Regions from separate parts of the Mus musculus genome. Here all the other regions are linked to region 2. The links are chromatin contacts, called in public promoter capture Hi-C maps. All regions are on one chromosome and are shown on one strand. Each heading gives the region's core, a stretch centred on a gene start, on an enhancer-like site or on the middle of the called end of the contact. The rest is flanking DNA. Distances are from core to core; before and after follow the strand shown. Region 1 holds the start of Pkd1l3 (polycystic kidney disease 1 like 3). Region 2 holds the start of Pdf (peptide deformylase (mitochondrial)). Region 3 holds the start of Pdp2 (pyruvate dehyrogenase phosphatase catalytic subunit 2). Region 4 holds the start of Cmtm4 (CKLF-like MARVEL transmembrane domain containing 4). Region 5 holds the start of Nae1 (NEDD8 activating enzyme E1 subunit 1). Region 6 holds the start of Tk2 (thymidine kinase 2, mitochondrial).

What was found. Promoter capture Hi-C pulls out the DNA fragments that hold promoters and counts their contacts.
Region 1: a promoter capture Hi-C map of pre-B cells shows a contact between it and region 2, with 8 times the contacts expected there. The contact joins the promoter of Pkd1l3 here to the promoter of Pdf in region 2. A contact is called at or near these places in 10 of 39 promoter capture datasets (the 3T3-L1 cell line, the C10 cell line, the HPC-7 cell line and 6 more), 6 of 115 datasets of contacts at active chromatin or transcription factors (acute myeloid leukemia, astrocytes, embryonic forebrain and 3 more) and 1 of 9 other capture datasets (liver).
Region 3: a contact with region 2 is called in a promoter capture Hi-C map of liver, with 4 times the contacts expected there. The contact joins the promoter of Pdp2 here to the promoter of Pdf in region 2. A contact is called at or near these places in 3 of 39 promoter capture datasets (liver and pre-B cells).
Region 4: a contact with region 2 is called in a promoter capture Hi-C map of embryonic stem cells. The contact joins the promoter of Cmtm4 here to the promoter of Pdf in region 2.
Region 5: a contact with region 2 is called in a promoter capture Hi-C map of liver, with 2.9 times the contacts expected there. The contact joins the promoter of Nae1 here to the promoter of Pdf in region 2. A contact is called at or near these places in 2 of 39 promoter capture datasets (both in liver).
Region 6: a contact with region 2 is called in a promoter capture Hi-C map of pre-B cells, with 4 times the contacts expected there. The contact joins the promoter of Tk2 here to the promoter of Pdf in region 2. A contact is called at or near these places in 2 of 39 promoter capture datasets (the C10 cell line and pre-B cells).

The regions. Positions count from the first base shown.
Region 1 is chr8:109,612,784-109,615,483 of GRCm38.p6, reverse strand. Pkd1l3 (polycystic kidney disease 1 like 3) reads right to left here and starts at 1,250. Exons shown (of 33, transcript NM_001286454.2): 1 at 661-1,250. The coding sequence starts at 967.
Region 2 is chr8:107,047,205-107,049,904 of GRCm38.p6, reverse strand. It overlaps Pdf (peptide deformylase (mitochondrial)), which reads left to right and starts at 1,291. Exons shown (of 2, transcript NM_026513.2): 1 at 1,291-1,844; 2 at 2,634-2,700. The coding sequence starts at 1,307. Cog8 (component of oligomeric golgi complex 8) reads left to right here. Exons shown (of 5, transcript NM_139229.4): 5 at 775-1,196. The coding sequence ends at 1,097.
Region 3 is chr8:104,590,112-104,592,811 of GRCm38.p6, reverse strand. It overlaps Pdp2 (pyruvate dehyrogenase phosphatase catalytic subunit 2), which reads right to left and starts at 1,340. Exons shown (of 2, transcript NM_001024606.2): 1 at 1,217-1,340.
Region 4 is chr8:104,394,480-104,397,179 of GRCm38.p6, reverse strand. It overlaps Cmtm4 (CKLF-like MARVEL transmembrane domain containing 4), which reads left to right and starts at 1,373. Exons shown (of 4, transcript NM_153582.5): 1 at 1,373-1,729. The coding sequence starts at 1,544.
Region 5 is chr8:104,533,387-104,536,086 of GRCm38.p6, reverse strand. It overlaps Nae1 (NEDD8 activating enzyme E1 subunit 1), which reads left to right and starts at 1,450. Exons shown (of 20, transcript NM_144931.3): 1 at 1,450-1,575. The coding sequence starts at 1,523. It also overlaps a transcript of Car7 not described here.
Region 6 is chr8:104,247,167-104,249,866 of GRCm38.p6, reverse strand. Tk2 (thymidine kinase 2, mitochondrial) reads left to right here and starts at 1,309. Exons shown (of 10, transcript NM_021028.3): 1 at 1,309-1,466; 2 at 2,183-2,220. The coding sequence starts at 1,334.

The sequences.
Region 1 (2,700 bases), core at 1-2,500, 2.6 Mb before region 2:
ATCAAATAAAGCAAAATAACACCATACATGAAGACTCAGGAATTAAGTTTTAGACAGGCTCTGACAAAAAGCTCATTGCCACCGGTCAATGATGGTGCACACCTTTAATCCCAGCACTCAGGAGGCACAGGCAGGAGGATCTCTGTGAGTTCAAGGCCTGGAACGTGATCTACAGAGCACATTCCAGGACAGCCAAGGCTACACAGACAGACCCTGTCTCAGGGGGGGAAAAAGTACATTGCCATTGCTATGGAGACAAATGTTGGCCGAGACACAAAAGTGGAAAGCGTATGGAGAGAGATTGATGGTCAAACTAACCCTTTTTCTGATTATAAAAGCTGAAAGGGGGCTGGAGAGATGGCTCAGAAGTTAAAAGCACTGGCTGCTCTTTCAGAGGTCCCGAGTTCAATTCTCAGCAACCACATGGACACTCACAACCATCTGTAATCGATCTGATGCCCTCTTCTGGCAAGCAGGTAGATGTGCAGATAAAGCACTCATACGTAAAATAAATAAATCTCAAAAAGGGAAAAAACAATACCTTAAAATGTAATCTGAAAAAAAAAAAAAAAAAGTGGAAAGGCCAAAGATGACTTTCTTCCACCCTAGAACACAGCCCAAGAAAGCTTTTCCCCTCAACATTCAACACGAGAGCCCTACCTGTCTGATTTATCCCTGGATGCGATCCGGGCAGCGTCAGGTTTCCCCTGACCCACCACACTGTTTCTTCATTCAGGAAGCTTTTTAGGAAACCCCGAAGCTTGGGGTTCCACGTGTGGGCTAGGCGTCCTCTCTGGGCGTGGCAGTAGTTATCTGCTTCCTGGAAGTCACAGAAAAGTCTGTTAAGCTGATAGCAGCTGTTTCCCCCATGTTGCTCCCGGATGCTTGGTTTACGTCCCAAAATATCACCCAGAATGACACCGATTCTAATGTACAGCCAGAGCCAGGACCGCCTCTGCAAGAGCATTTTTCTCTCTGTGCCGAGTGAGAAGAGAGAAGATGTACGGAGGCTCGAGTGAGAAGAGAGATGTACGGAGGCTCGAGTGAGAAGAGAGAAGATGTACGGAGGCTTGGCAGCTGCCTGGGCTTTTAAATAGGACTCAGTGAGTTTGTCAGAATCGTCCGTATTGTTCTTTTGTGGGTTGGGAACAACCTGCCAAGGAGATAAAGGTTTTGTTTTGTTTAGGGAAGCTATTTCTCACCGGCTGCAAATGAATAGCAAACGGGGCTTTACAGTCGGGGGCACCAATGTCTCCATCTGTGTCTACACGCCCAGATGTATCTTTAGCAAATAAAGACCCATTATGACGCCAAAGCTACCTGCAAGCAGGGAGAGGTTGGTGGATATCGAAACCAGTGTTACTAGACTTGGCGAGCTTAGTTCTTAAAGCATGGGCTCTAACACAGAACCTTATGCACTCTATACAAGCACCCTAGCAATGAGGTATGTGTCCAGAAAAATGGATACTTTTTTATGAAAAGGAAAACTTTCTTTTGTTGTTGTTATTTTCAAGACAGGGTCTCACTATGTATCCCTAGCTGTCCTGGAACTCACTATGTAGACCAGGCTGGACTTGAACTCAGAGAGATCCACTTGCCTCAGCCTCTTGAGTGTTGGTATTAAAAGTCTATCTATCTATCTATCTATCTATCTATCTATACACACACACATATATACATACACACACACACACACACACACACACACACACACACATATATATATATATATATATATATATATATATATATATCCTCTTTTTTATCTATTCATCTGTCATCTGTTTACAGGCACCTGAGCCACTGCTGTAGCTTGGCTATGGTTAACAGTACTGAGTATTAATATGGACACACAGGCTCTCTTCTGAGTGCTGACTTCATTCCCTGTGGGTATACACCTAGTCTTCATATAGCAGAGTCATATAGCATCCTTGTAGTTTGTTTTTTTAGGAACCTCCCTATTGTTTGCTACAGGTTACACGTGGTTACACTCCCACCAACAGTGTATAAAGGTAACTTTCCCCGATTTTGATGAGGGCCATTCTGAGTGACGTGAAATGGATTCCCAGCATAGCTTCGGGTTGTATTTTCCTGATGGCTGAGGATGAAGGGTTAATGGTGTCTAAGCAGCAGCTGGGCTGAGAGGCTCTGGGCAGGAAAGTTGATTGACAGATGACATCTATGGAAGCTCCTAATCAGGAGATCCACACAAACCCGCTGGGAGCTACCACTTCCTGACTACAGGGGAAATGACCTGCAGATGGACTGGGCTCTTCTGCCCCCAAGACCCCAACTCCACATGTACATGGTCCTTGTTCCTGCGGAGAGACCATCACCTTTCATTGTGCTGAGAAAAGGACAAAGTGTTCCCAGGGAAGGCCAGTTTATTTTTTTATTTCTGTGGCAACTCAGTCTAACACAGGGTGTGTAGCATCTCCCCTCCCCATATTTACCAGCTGTCTGAGAAGTGTCAGCTCAGATCATTTGCCATTTATTGACTGCATTACTTATTCTCCTAATAACTTTTTTTGGGAGTCCCTTTATACATCCTGGATACAATCCTTTGCCAGAATACTGGGCTGACAAGGAGAGTATTTATTTGAAAAACTCAATCATAGGGGGCTGGAAAGATGGCTCCATGGTTAGTAGCACTAGTTCTTGCAGAGGACCCAGGTTCAATTCCCAGCACCCACATGCTGG
Region 2 (2,700 bases), core at 42-2,541:
CTCTGGCTGTCCTGGAACTCTGTAAATCTCCTGAGTGCTGGGATTAAAGGTGTTCTTCACCACAGCCTGGCTTTTATCATTGTTGTTTTCGTTTTGTCTTTTTAAAGATTTTATGTGAGTGCTCTATCTGAATGCACACCTGCGTGTATGTCAGAAGAGGGCGTCAGATCCCATTACAGATGGTTGTGAGCCACGTTGTTGGGGATTGAACTCAGGACCTCTGGAAGAGTACTTAACCACTGAGCCATGTCTGTAGCCCTTGTTTTTGGTTTGACACTAGACAGGATCTCAGTATATAGCACTGGCTACCCTGGAACTAACTTGGTATACCCAACTGGCCTTGAACTCAGAGATCCTCCTGCCTCTGCCTCCCAAATAGCTGGGATCTGTGCCTGGACTCCAGTATTTACTGAGTGTCTCCTGGCTCAGGCTCCATCCACCCTTACAATGGGGCTCCAATATAACTAACTGTCCTTTTGTATTACAGAGATGCCCTTAGCCTGGCACAACTTTAATACCAGCATTTGGGAGGCAGAGGCAGGACGATCTCTGTGAGATAAGAGACCAGCCTGGTCTATAGAGTTCCAGCATAGCCAGGTCTCAAAAAAACAAAAAACCCAAAAAGATGTTCTTGTTGTATTGAAATATGTAATTGTGTTAAATCTTTTCTCTGAGTGTCCCCTCCCCTGCCCCACACCATCCCTGAGATCTCTGCATTGAATTTAATAACTTTTTTTTTCTTTTTCATTTCTTTTTCCCTACCATCTGGGTCAGGCATTTCACCCACCCAGCTCTCTAAGCACGGAAACCTTGGACACGTGAACATCAGCGCCATCCAGGAACCTCTCGCCTTTATTTTGCCTAAGAGAGAAACAGTTTTCTGTTTAGATGAGCAGGAGCTGGGGCCGGACCTCGTGGCCCCAGCTCCAGAGCTCCCTGCGGAGCAGCGGAGCATGGAGCCTGTAACAGAGAAGAGGGAACCAGGGGAGCCGCTGCCTCAGGAGCCCATGGAGGGGGAGCCGCTGCCAGCCGAGCCACCGAGTGAGGGAGGAGCCATAGGCAGTGTCCCCTGCCCGCAGCCTGGGGAGCAGCCCTGAGGGTACGCGCTTCTGCAGCGGGAAGGTGTGTGCAGTTGCTTTGCCCAGGATAGCGCGGGCCCTGTGGTATTTGCAGCTTTAATAAAACCGACAACTGTCGCCACTCGCCTGCTGTTCCCGACGATGGGCGTCCGGAAGTTACACGGGAACTACGCTTCCCGGCGTCTTTGGCGCTAGCGGAAGGAAGGGCCGCGGCGTCTCCCCGCGCCATGTTGCTGCTGGGCAGGCTGCCGCGGCCGGCGTGGGTTCCGGGGAGCCGGGCGCAGAGGTGCAGCTCCTTGGCCGCCTTGGAGGGCCCGGCGCGCACGCGCTCCTACTGGCGGTACCTCAGGCGCCTTGTATGTGGCGCGCCGCAGCCGCCATACGCGCACGTGTGCCAGGTCGGGGACCCGGTGCTGCGCGTCGTGGCGGCCCCGGTGGAACCCGAGCAGCTAGCGGGGCCGGAGCTGCAGCGGCTGGTGGGGCGGATGGTGCAGGTAATGCGACGGCGTGGCTGTGTGGGCCTTAGTGCGCCGCAGCTCGGGGTGCCGCTGCAAGTGTTGGCGCTCGAGTTCCCGGACAAGCTCCTCCGAGCCTTCTCACCGCGCCTGCGCGAACTGCGTCAGATGGAACCCTTCCCACTTCGGGTGCTGGTGAACCCCAGTCTGAGAGTGTTGGACAGCCGCTTGGTCACCTTCCCCGAGGGCTGCGAGAGTGTCGCCGGCTTTCTGGCGTGTGTGCCTCGCTTCCAAGCCGTGCAGATCTCAGGTGCAGGGGACGTGGGCAGCGGGGTGGTCTTGCTCTCTCTGGCTAGAGACAGTGCAGACACAGCGGCACTCGGGAGCCAACTGAACTCCTGAAGAGCAGGTCAGGCCCGCCTAGATGGGTTGCAGGGTGATTCCTTAGATATGGAGCCTGTCTTTCCCCTTTCTCATGAGTAGGTATATAGATTCCCATGTAAGTGTGTCTGTATTGCACACACGATTTTCCCAGTTTATCGTGGTGGGGCTTGTGTAAGAAAGTGGGACCCAGATTTACCCAGACTAGGGCAACAAACCATTCCATGCTTCACATTCACATTGTTTTATGTAATATGGTTATTTGCTACAGTGCCAAGCTGAAATACCTTTCTTTTGGGGGGGGGGGGTCGAGACAGGGTTTCTCTGTATAGCCCTGGCTGTCCTGGAACTCACTTTGTAGACCTCGAACTCAGAAATCCGCCTGCCTCTACCTCCTGAGTGCTGGGATTAAAAGGTGTGTGCCACCATGCCTGGCATGAAATACCTTTGATAAACAGCCCTTGAAAAGAGTTTTGATTTCTTATCCTTGCCCTGTAGTAGTGCTGGGAATCACGCTGAGTAAAAAGTCGGCACTGGACAAAATTGGGGTACCCTTTCTAGGAGGGATAAGAGCTGTTATCCACATTCACTCTTGGATGCTGCCTCTGTAGATAGGATATAAATAGGCATGGCCAGGGCAGGAAACAAAGTAGGGACAGGAGGTTGGGCATGAGTTCAGCAAAGCCTCACCTCATCGAGCCTGTAACTTCCTTTGCAGGACTGGACCCAAAAGGAGAGCCAGTGGTGTGGTCGGCAAGTGGTTGGACAGCTCGAATCATCCAGCA
Region 3 (2,700 bases), core at 91-2,590, 2.5 Mb after region 2:
AGACAAGGTCTTACTTTGTCACCCTGGCCAGCATGAAATTCACTGTGTAGGTCAAGCTGTCCTCAAAATCAGAGATCTGCCTGCTCTGACGTTCTCAATACCTCATGAGATTAAAAGTGTGTGCACCATGTCAAGATTTCACAACGTTCTGTAAAGACTTAATAAAATACGACACTTCTGAGCCGTCACAGTGCTATCACGCCTTTAATTCCAGAATTCCGGAAGCAAAGGTGAAGAGGCAAGCTGATCTGTGAGTTCAAAGCCAGCCTGATCTACATTGCAGACTGTTACTTTGCTTGACAAAGTAAGCCCATGGGAATGGGGGGGGGGGGTTGAAACTGGGAGTGTGGGTGCACGCCTTTAATCCCAGCACTTAGAAGGAAAAGGCAGGCAGAATTTGAGACCAGGTACACAGAGAAACTGTCTCAAAAATCAACAAAAGGAGGGAGCCACTATTTTTGTCCTTGGGATACATTCTGTACAGATTTTTATATCATTGGGCCAACTACTGTGAACATGATTTCCTATTAAAGGCAATGTTTTCAGTGATAGTACTATTTATGGTTTTTGGCATAAACATTCACAACTACTGGTGACTTGGAGCTTGTTTCCACTAACCTGGTACCAAATTACATGGCATTTGCAGTCACCTTTCCCTTACTTATTTCCAAAACCAGTAGGTCAAAGGGTATAAACGCACTGTCAAACCGATTTCCCAAAGCCAATACCCATCCCGCTGAACTTGGGACAGATGAGGTCGGACAGGGGCAGATGGCCTCAGACGCCCCTTGACCCTGCAGAAAGGACAGGCAGCTGTGCGCAATGAAAACCATTCGCCTCCAATGGGACAGAAAGAATTTAGCACCCCTAAAGAAACCAAGTCTCTTGATTTCTTGGCTGGACCGCAAGGCTCTAAGAAATCCCAGCCCCCGTTTAGTGGCTGAGCCTTGGCTTTCCAAGGTGTAAGAATCCAGTTGCGACGTCCAGCTCACCGGTGCTCCAGTACTAAGGAAGCTGGTGCAGAGAACCGGCTAAGCAGTCGTCTCCTCCACCAGTGCGCGGGCCCACGTGGCGCGTGCGCGCGAGTGGGGTGACCATGACCAGGGGCCAGCTCGTCCCGCCCTCTCACCTCATCCCCCTCTCCGCCCCATCACCTGAGGTACCCGTAAACTAGGCTAGGGAAGGCGTCCGCACCCCGAATCGTCCCCTTCCTTACCTCGTATCCTCGTCCTCTCCTCCCCAGCTGGCGCCGCTGGCACTCGGCGGATCCTCTCGGCTCACTCTGGTCCTGAGCACAGTTCCGCGGTTGCTGCGACTGGGTTTTACTTCCCTGGAGAGGCCCCCAGTCGAGGAACCAGCACCAAAAGAAATATCCCTCCCGCCATTCCTGATTGGCTTATCCTTGGAGGCGGGCCCTTGACGGACATTGAGATTACCCAATGGATGAGGAGGGCAAAAGGAAGGCAGAGGGGCGGGGCCGGGAGGGGCCACCCTGCACTCTACCCCCTGGGGTTACCCGTGGCTTTTGTGCAGCCGCTGCGCCAGTAGGTCGTCACGTGGGGCTCTTCCCCAAGCTTCCCTTATCACCACACCCTGCAAAGCCAGAACCAAGAGACCTCTCCAGTTCTTTACAGTTCATTCTCACATAGATTCCTCCCGGGTTTTGTTCCGTTCCCTCCAAGCCTCTCTCCAAAGTGCCACATCTTTATTATCTTTGGACACCTATCTTGAAGGCTTTATGGACACTCTAGGTTCTACTTGCCCTGACCTTATCTTCCAGTCAAACCTGCTTTTCTTCCTAAACCAGCAATGGCTTCGCCGGCCCCAGAAGACCCAAGTCCAAACACCAGGGTCAATTTGATGCTTCCCTTACTGTCACACACTTTAATCCTGTCATTCCCACCTCCTAAGTCCCTTCCCACCCATCCATTTGCCAATGCCAGACTCCAAAGCCTTTAAGGCCCCCTACTTCCAAATTACACTTAGTCCCAACCGATTTTCCTTCCTTTACAAACAGCTAGAAGGAACCTTCTAATACTCACATTTCTGATCTAAAGAGTTCATTGGCTCCTTACTAACCACCATTTTGAATTCTCAATTACATTGGCCTCTTAGCGACAAGTGATGTTAGCCGCACCTTTACTTGTTGGTAGCTTGGGAGAGCCAGAACCAGAGAGGTCCAGAGCTTTCCCTCCTTGCCTTCTGGTCCTAACAATAGCTGAGTCTGGTCTTCACCTTATAATGTGTGAGTCAGTAGAGTCCTTTCTTGAAGTCAAAGAGAGATAAGAGATAGCAGAAAGGTCTGAGAGTGCTGTCTCTGGAAAGAAAGGCAAGCTGGTTTACCCAAAGTCACGTCTGAGGTAAAAGTGTTCCTGCTGTATTTCTGTGATGTGTCCCCTTACTGGGCCTCAGGCCTCTCAAGGAGGTGGTTGCTTGGGAGTGTTTTGTTTTATTTGTGTTTTTGAGGTAGCATCTCACTAGGTAGCCCTAGCTGGTCTAGAACTAGCTATGTAGAACCGGCTGGTCTCCAATGTACAAAGATCCACCTACTTCTGCCTCCCAAATTCTGGGATTAAAGGCGTTTGCTAAATCCCTGTTTTTGTTCTGGGTTTTGCTTTGGTTTTGTGATACTGAGGATTGAACCTAGAGCCTCCTGAATACTATCAAACACTATCATAGATAGATCTTCGTTACTCTACC
Region 4 (2,700 bases), core at 124-2,623, 2.7 Mb after region 2:
GATTTATTGTTTTGTTTTTTTGAGACAGGGTTTCTCTGTGTAGCCCTGGCTGTCCTGGAACTCACTCTGTAGACCAGGCTGGCCTCGAACTCAGAAATCCGCCTGCCTCTGCCTCCCAACTGCTGGGATTAAAGGCGTGTGCCACCACTGCCCGGCTGTCTTCAAGTTTTTAAAAAAGCTATTAACATTTGTCCTTGGGGTGGCAGGACTCTGGTGTGTGCTTTTGGAGGCCAGAGGACAGCTTGTAAGGACTGGCTCTCTTCTTTCACCCATGGGTCACAGGAACTAAACAAAGGTGGTCAGATTTGGTGGCAAACACTCTTACCCACTGAGACTTCTCAACATCCCTGTCCTCAATTCTTAGCATATTGCTTAGCTTACAGTAAGTGTCCCCCCCCCCTCAAAATATTTAGTAAGTCAAATAATATAAATATTGAAGCTGGTATCCTTTCAGCTTTGGAAATAGACCTTGTGTTCTACTCATTGAATATTTGGTGCCCTTGGACAAGCCACTTCTACTCTGAAAGCTTTGTCTCCACTTGTGTAAAATAGTAATGATTATAACACTTCATTTGGTGCCTTCCTCAAGGACCGGAACAGATCTGTATTCAGGGTGCTGAAAGGTTCAGTGTCAAAGTGACAATTCTTAGAAAGTTAGTGTTTTACTTAAGCTTAAAATTAGTCTTCACACTTGAATGACAAATTGGTCTATAATTAATGCCTCCAGGGCAAAATTTGAGTGTCGCCTAGCTTGATGCTTAGAGGTAGCAAAACTTTTCTCAGCCAGGATAGGGAACTGATATTAGTTGCCAAGCACCTACTGTGTGCTCATATATTTCTCCTATGCCAGCATGCTGGATCCCAAATTGACACTGGGGTTGTGTGGATTCTGCGGGCTCCATTAACCCCGACCTCCCCCACCCCCTCACAGGCTGTACCTCTGACACAGAATAGGGTTGTCTCAGTGTGCCCAGCGTGGGAACACACACACTTAAACCTGCAGACGATCCCACTTTCTCTAAAGCAGGCTCTAAGGCTGCGGGCAGAGAAAACAGCTTTGTGACTCTTTGGTCAGTCTCCATTCTCTCCACCCTTTTTCCCTCTTTTGGTCTGGGCCTTTCCTTGCAAGGGCCGCCGGCGACCACCCCGGAGTCTGGGCCAGACGCCCAGCAGGTGAGGGCGTGGTGGGGGCGTGACTAAGGCTCCTCACCGGCCCCGCCCCAACCTGCAACGCCCCTCCTCTCCCCCACGACCCCCCGCCCCCAGCCCTCAGCGCCCCGCCCCTCCCCGCGCCGGCCGCAGTCTCCGCCCCCTCCGGGCCGGCGCGCGGCTCCCGCCTCCTTCCCTCGGCGCCCGCTCCCGCCTCCCTCCCTTTCCGCTGCCGAGGCGGCGGGAGCCGAGCCCCAGCGGACCGAGCCGCGGCCGCAGCGGGCGGCGGGCGCAGAGGCGGCGGCGGTGGGGTGGTCTGGCGACGGCGATGCGGCGGCCGCTCTGAGCCTGCCCGCTCCAGGCGCCGGGGGAACCGGCCGCGCGGGGCGGCAGCATGCGGGGCGGCGAGGAGCTGGACGGCTTCGAGGGCGAGGCCTCGAGCACCTCCATGATCTCGGGCGCCAGCAGCCCGTACCAACCCACCACCGAGCCGGTGAGCCAGCGCCGCGGGCTGGCCGGCCTGCGCTGCGACCCGGACTACCTGCGCGGCGCGCTCGGCCGCCTCAAGGTCGCCCAAGTGGTAGGTGCCGGGCGGGGCTCCAGGTACGAGCGGGCGGGTCGGCGGCCTAGCCCGCGCCTTCTTTACCCGCACCCGGCCGCGGGGGAAGGCCCGGCCGACCAGAGTCGGGTTCGGGCTGCGCGGTCCCCGCTCCGCGCACTCCGTACTCCGAGGTCCTTGGGCTGCAGTCCCTGCTCCTCTGGGGACCGCGCCCTCGGCCGGAGTCTGCCTTTTGCAGCTCCGAAGCCTCAGGGGTGCCTGGTGCCTGCACACCTGCTCCGGGGCCTACCTGTGCCCTCCCTGCTTCATCGACAAGAGGTTGGTGCGCAGAGCCGGTTGCGAGGGCCGTGCCATCGCCTGGCTACTACTGTGCTTAGCAACTTGTAGCAGGTTTTCCGGCTCGCGTAACCCCCAGACGGTTCTCTGCTAACAGAGGCCGGGGGCTGTGGCATGGTTTCCTCCCTGGCGCCTAGCAGGGTGCCCAGCAGATGGTGGATGCTCAATAAATATTTGTTGAATGGAGGCGTGTAGCCCAGATGCAGTGGGGGAGTCCAGATCTACCCACAAAGCCTCCAGTCTTTACTGCGGACGTTGGCTTCCTTCATAGCATCCTGTAGTCTCAGCACTGGTGGTGGCTTCTTGGGACTGCCCAAATTGGTACCCAGAGTTAAGTCACTCTGGGAGGGCGGCCAGTTTGGGAGGTGACAGATACGGGGAACTTTCTGTTGGACTTAGGCATTCGAGAGCACATTTCTTGGTGGGTCCCCCCCCCCCCGCGACCCCCCAGAGTGTTTGGTTCAGGGGCTTGTGGGTTCTGTTTCGGTTTTGTGGTTTTGTAGCAGGTCCCTTTGGGCAGTGTAGTTTATCTTTGTGGTGGACTGGGCACAGTCCAGTTTAAAAAAAAAACCTTTGTATTCCTCCTATTCTCTGTCACAGGTAGCCTTTCACCGAGGCCTCAAAACTTTATAGACTTGTCACCCTGACAGAGAAGC
Region 5 (2,700 bases), core at 201-2,700, 2.5 Mb after region 2:
GAGCACTTGTTCTGCGGAGGATCCAAGTTCAGTTCCCACAGTGAATATTTCACAACCTCACACATACATTTAAGAATAAGTTTTCCTCAAAGGAGAGGTGGCAAGATGGCTCAGCAAGCTGGAAGATTTGGGCTTATCCCTCGAACCTGTGTTGAAGAGGACGAGAAGTGACTTCTGCAAATGGTCCTCTGTCCTCCACGAGTGCATGATGGCATTCTTGCACACACACCAATCAATAAACATTAAAAAGTTGTAAGAAGTGCATGCTCTGAGGTATCCTTGTCCACTTACTAACAACTGAATGCTTCTCAAAATCACACAGTCGCAGGCAGTACAGCACCCTCGGCCCCTGATGTTGTTGTTTCCAATTACATTTGTCCATCTTTCCTTTCCTGGGGCCAAGGTGTATGCAAGGCTATGTAGTGAACTTTCACTTTCACTTTTGACCTTCTCACATTCCCTGGGTGTATTTTATATCGCTCACGTTTCACCTGTCTAACTGGAGAGGGAATGTGACAACTGACAGACATGCACAAGCACATAATGAGCTGGGAACGCCTAACGCCCCTTTTCTCCCATCAGTTGGGTTCCATAGGGGTTGGGGGAGGGAGGTCACAGCAGGGTGTCCCCTCACCTTGTGTCCTAACACTGTGCCCAGGGGAAGTGCATTTGTTAGCACTGCAATATTACTGTCAAATGGAGCCGTCTCTTTGGTCCCTCACCCCACAAGGCTGGAAGGATTTTATGTGTGGATGTACACTCATCATGTGCTGGGATAATAATCTCAGGACGTGCAAGTGCATCTGGCAATCATGAATCTGGAGACTCCTCTAGGATTTGGGATAGAGGAAAGCAATTCTTACTTGTCAGCAAGCCTCTTCTTCCCTCTTGTCCTCAACTTGCTCATAAGCTCCTTCCTTAGCATCGGCCACCAAGGGACAGTCATCCTGTGTCACATGAATCGATGATAGCTTTAATTTCCTCCTTGTTCATGGGCTTCACAGGCAACTCTGGCTGCTTCTCAGACACCCTCCCGTCCCCCAAGTCCACTTCTCATTTGTCTCCTGATGCCGTTTCATCTCGTTCAAAACCCCCTTTCCCTTGCGTCACCACGGGGAACAATTCTTGGAGGGAAGCCGTGGGGTGGGGCCCCTCTGTCTACCCATCAGGGTAGCTTCTCTATATAGAATACTATATACAAGTATGCTGGTGTATTGTTCCTCTTGGAGGAGTCTCAGGAACGGTGAACTCACCCAGAAGAGGACTAAGGTTTATCAGTGATAAGGATTATCACTCGATTTAAAAGTCGGAGTTCTCCACAATTACTGCAGGTAGAGAGAGAGAAACATTCTGTGGAACTCAACCTCAGGTTTCCCCCGGCTTCCCAGTGACGCGTGCGCAGTGCAGCGTCGGCGCCCCCTACTGGCTGCGCGCTGGAGGAGGGCGCTTAGTGCGCCTGCGTGAGGCCGAGTGGGTGGCGGCCTCCTTAGGCGGCTTTGCTGTTCGCGGGCCAGGCGCGGCCATGGCGCAGCCAGGGAAGATACTCAAGGAGCAAAAGTACGACCGGCAGCTGAGGTGAGCCGGGGTTTACGAGTGAGCAAGCCGGCCAGGCTGGCGGGCTCTCCTGACACCCGCGGGGCCTAAGTGCCTAGGCCGGGTAGGCCGGCCTCCCACGGGCCTGCGGCTGCGGCCGGCCGTGCAGGGCGTGGGGAGCCGGCGCTCTGGGATCCGGCCACTGGCCCGAGTGTTCGGCGAAGGCCGGCTCGCCCCTTCCCGCACGGCTGGCTGTCCGCGGTTTGCGGTGCGCGGTGTCTCCGCCAACCCACTGGGCTGCACAGTCTCGGCAGGCCCTCCCTACTCGTTCGCTAAACGAGGGGGGTGGGAGCACCCCATCCTGCCCGACCGCCGAGCGCTGCGCCCCGGCAGGTATTGGTCTACGCCCGCGCTGGCCAATAGAAATGCGTCATGCTAGCTTTATCGGAGCAAACCGTGTTCGTAATTACACATTTTCCAGTAGGCACCTTTCAAATAAAGTTAAAAGAAGCTAGACATGGTAATCCCAAGGACTTGAGAAGCAGAGGCAGGTGGATCGGAAACTGAAAGCCAGCCTGGCCTCCATTGGAAGACCTTGGGAACCGGGAGAATAAAGAGACAGGAAAATAAGTTTTGCTACTAGTTCTCCCCACCCCTCTCGTTTATATAGAGACATGGTCTTAAGTAGGCCAGTCTTGAACTCAAGCGCCTACGTCCCAGGTCTCAAGTGCTGAGATTGAAGATGCTCACTGCCCAGCCAGACTCAAAAATAAGTTTTTGCTCCCCCACCCCACCCCTTTTTTTTTTTTTTTTTGTCTTTTACCTTTGAGTGGCCGCCTGGACTTGCAATGTAGAGCAGACTGCGCTCAGACTTGATGCAATCCTTCTGCCTCTTTTTCCCCAACAGCTGAGATTATAAGTGTGGACTATTACACCCGGTTTATGAAGTATTGAGGCTGGAACTCTGGACATCATGCCTGCTTGCCAAATTGAGCTACATTCCCCAATCCCAGAATCAAATTTGACAGTGTTTATCTAACCTAGTATTCCAAAACATTACAATTTCAACGTAATTATTGTTAAAATTACCAAGCTATTTTTGTTGTTGTTGTTCACAGAGTCTTATAAATCAGGTATCATACACATTTTAAAAATGTCTTAATTCAT
Region 6 (2,700 bases), core at 60-2,559, 2.8 Mb after region 2:
ACTCAAGGCTGGAACCGGAGGCAGAAGAAGCAGAAGCAGAAGAACTAAGAGTGTTTATCAGCTTCAGTAGTTCTCTGGTTTGCTCATTCATAAAGACCCGCAGCTCACCTGCCCAGGGACAGCATTGCCCATAGCAAGGAGGCAAAAAACAAAAACAAAACAAAACAACAACAACAACAAAACCCCTCCTTCATCAATTAGCAACAGGAATATGCTCCACAGACATGCGCACAGGCCAATCTGCCGCAGCCAGTTTCTCAATTGAGGCTCCCTTTCCCGAGGTGTTTCTAGTTTGTGTTGCCTTGGTAAGAATTAACTAGCCCACAACCCCAGTCCATTTAGATCTCTTTGGATCCTGCCCATCTAAGATCTGTTCATTTGGCTGAATCTGATCAACAGTTACCAACAATCTCACCCCAAGACGCTCACACACACACACACACACACACACACACACACACACACAACTGTCGACTTTGAATTTGAAGATTTTATTTGCCTTTACTAGGTGCCTAGCAAATAAACAGGAAGCCCTGTTAGGGTGATGGCTTTTTTGTTACAGATCTAAAAGAGTAAAACAAAACCCAGAAAATGTCTTTCTTCATTTTGCCCAAGACGACTGCCAGCATCTTGCCACCTGGAAGAAGTGGAAATCTTCTTTACACGCATTGTAACTGCCCATATACAGTCAAGGCGGCAACATCTGGGCTTATTGGTCTTGAATGGGTGAATTATAGTACCCAAGCTTATTTTTGCTTACAAGTTGGCCTTACATGCTTTTTTTCTTATCCCTTTTTTGTTCATTCAGGGGAGATATTCGTTATGCTTTCCCGAGGAACATTAAAATCCAAACGTTGAAAATGTCAAAGACTGTAACATTTGGGAACAATGGCTTTCACGGCCCTCTCACCTGTGTCCCTCACACTGTTTTTTGTGATGGTGGGGATTAAACCTAGGAGGGCCCTTTGAAGCCCAAGGACAAGCTTGGAAAATGTTCCCAAGTTTGACAAGGTCTACTTGCAGAGTATTTTCGAAGGAAAATACAGGACATCCTGAGTAGGCGGTGCGAGGTGTGGATGGAGCCGGCAACCAAGGAAGTAATCGGATATACTAAGCAGTCCCCGGCATTATTATGCCATCCATTCTCTAAATCTACTTGGGTCAGGGCCATTCTGCGGTCTGTAAGTGGGGAAATCCTCACTTTGAATCTCTTCGGTGTAGCCTAGAGGGAGAAATACTAGCGGATCCCTTAAGGGGCGGGGCCGGACAAGGGGTGGGGCGGGGCTCCAGGACGCACCGGAAGGAAGTAGGACTTGCACATCAGCCAGGGACTATGCTGCTGCGGTCGCTGCGTAGTTGGGCTGCCCGGTCCCTGCGTAGCGTGGGCCCGGGGAGCTCCGGGAGCCCCGGGAGCCTCGATTCGGGCGCCGGGCCGCTGTGGGCACCTCGCCGCGCCTGGCCTCCGGGTAACTAGTGCTTTTGTGCCACCTCGTAGGGGCCACACTGAACCCCGCCCCCTCACCTGCTAGTCCCCAGGAAGGGTCTGGGGACTGTGGGACCCTAATGAACTGTCAGGATCGGCACTTAGTGGGGCTCAAACGCGGCTTCTCGGCCCATTTTTTTAATTTTTATTTTTTATTGTCAGATTCTTTAGGCTTGGGAGGTGGCTAGTTGGGGCACGAGCTGTATTTAATCAGCTCTTAGTGGATGCAGGTGTCTGCGGACCTAGGGGGCGGGTTCAGGCTTGCGACTTTCTCCTCTTGCTGGCAGTGCGGATCTTTCTCTTCGGAAATGGAAGCCAGGTGACATAGCTTTCATTGGCCTCGGGCTGCTGCTGCCAGGTGGGTTGGCAGTGTTGCCAGTCTTGGCCTAGACAGCCTGGGTCCCAACCCTTGGAATCTCTCAGAGTGTAGGTTATCCCTGGGTGCGCTGTGAAGATCCTAAGCACACAATCCAGGTGAAACGGAAAGTAGAATGTACCGAGCAAAGGAAACTAAGCAAGCACACATGGGCCTGGGCCCAGTACAGCGACACATACGGACCCAACTGTAGAGAGTCCCAAGAATGGCAAACATTTTTTGTAAGCCAGGGAACACGCATACGCAATGACTGTGTGGTCATTTATCAGGTCAGCACAGAGCAGAGTGAATAATTGAAACATCGATTTCCTTTCCTTTTTTAGATAAAGATAGAGAAAATGATAAGGAGAAAAAAGCAGTGGTAAGTTTCTCTTTGCATGCTTTCTCCAGCGTAATTTCGGTTTGGTTTTGTTTTTTTTTTTTTTTTTTTTTTTGAGGCGGAGAACAAAAACAATGGTGCGCACAGTGAAAAACCAAACCCAAGACGATATCCAGGGTCACAAATCTCTCTTCCTTCTTGTGGCCCGGTTCCTCTCCTTAGATTCCATCACCGTTAGCCATTTCTTGTGTGTACGGGCGGGAGTGGGGCCTCGAGCTGCATTCAGGTAGTAAGCACTCATGTTCAGGTGTTTGTGAACTGCCAAAGATGCTGACCGAGCCATCTAAACGGCTTAAATTGCATCTATTTGCTTCACTGCCGATTGCCCCGCCCAGATGTGGGGGGAAGTGTTCTTCTCACTTCCTTCTGCTGTCTAGTGGAGACCAGAGAATCCACGAGGGACCTCAGGGTGGCCTCAGTCAGGAGGTGCTTGACAGGCAGGCTCTGGGGGTTGGGGCTGTG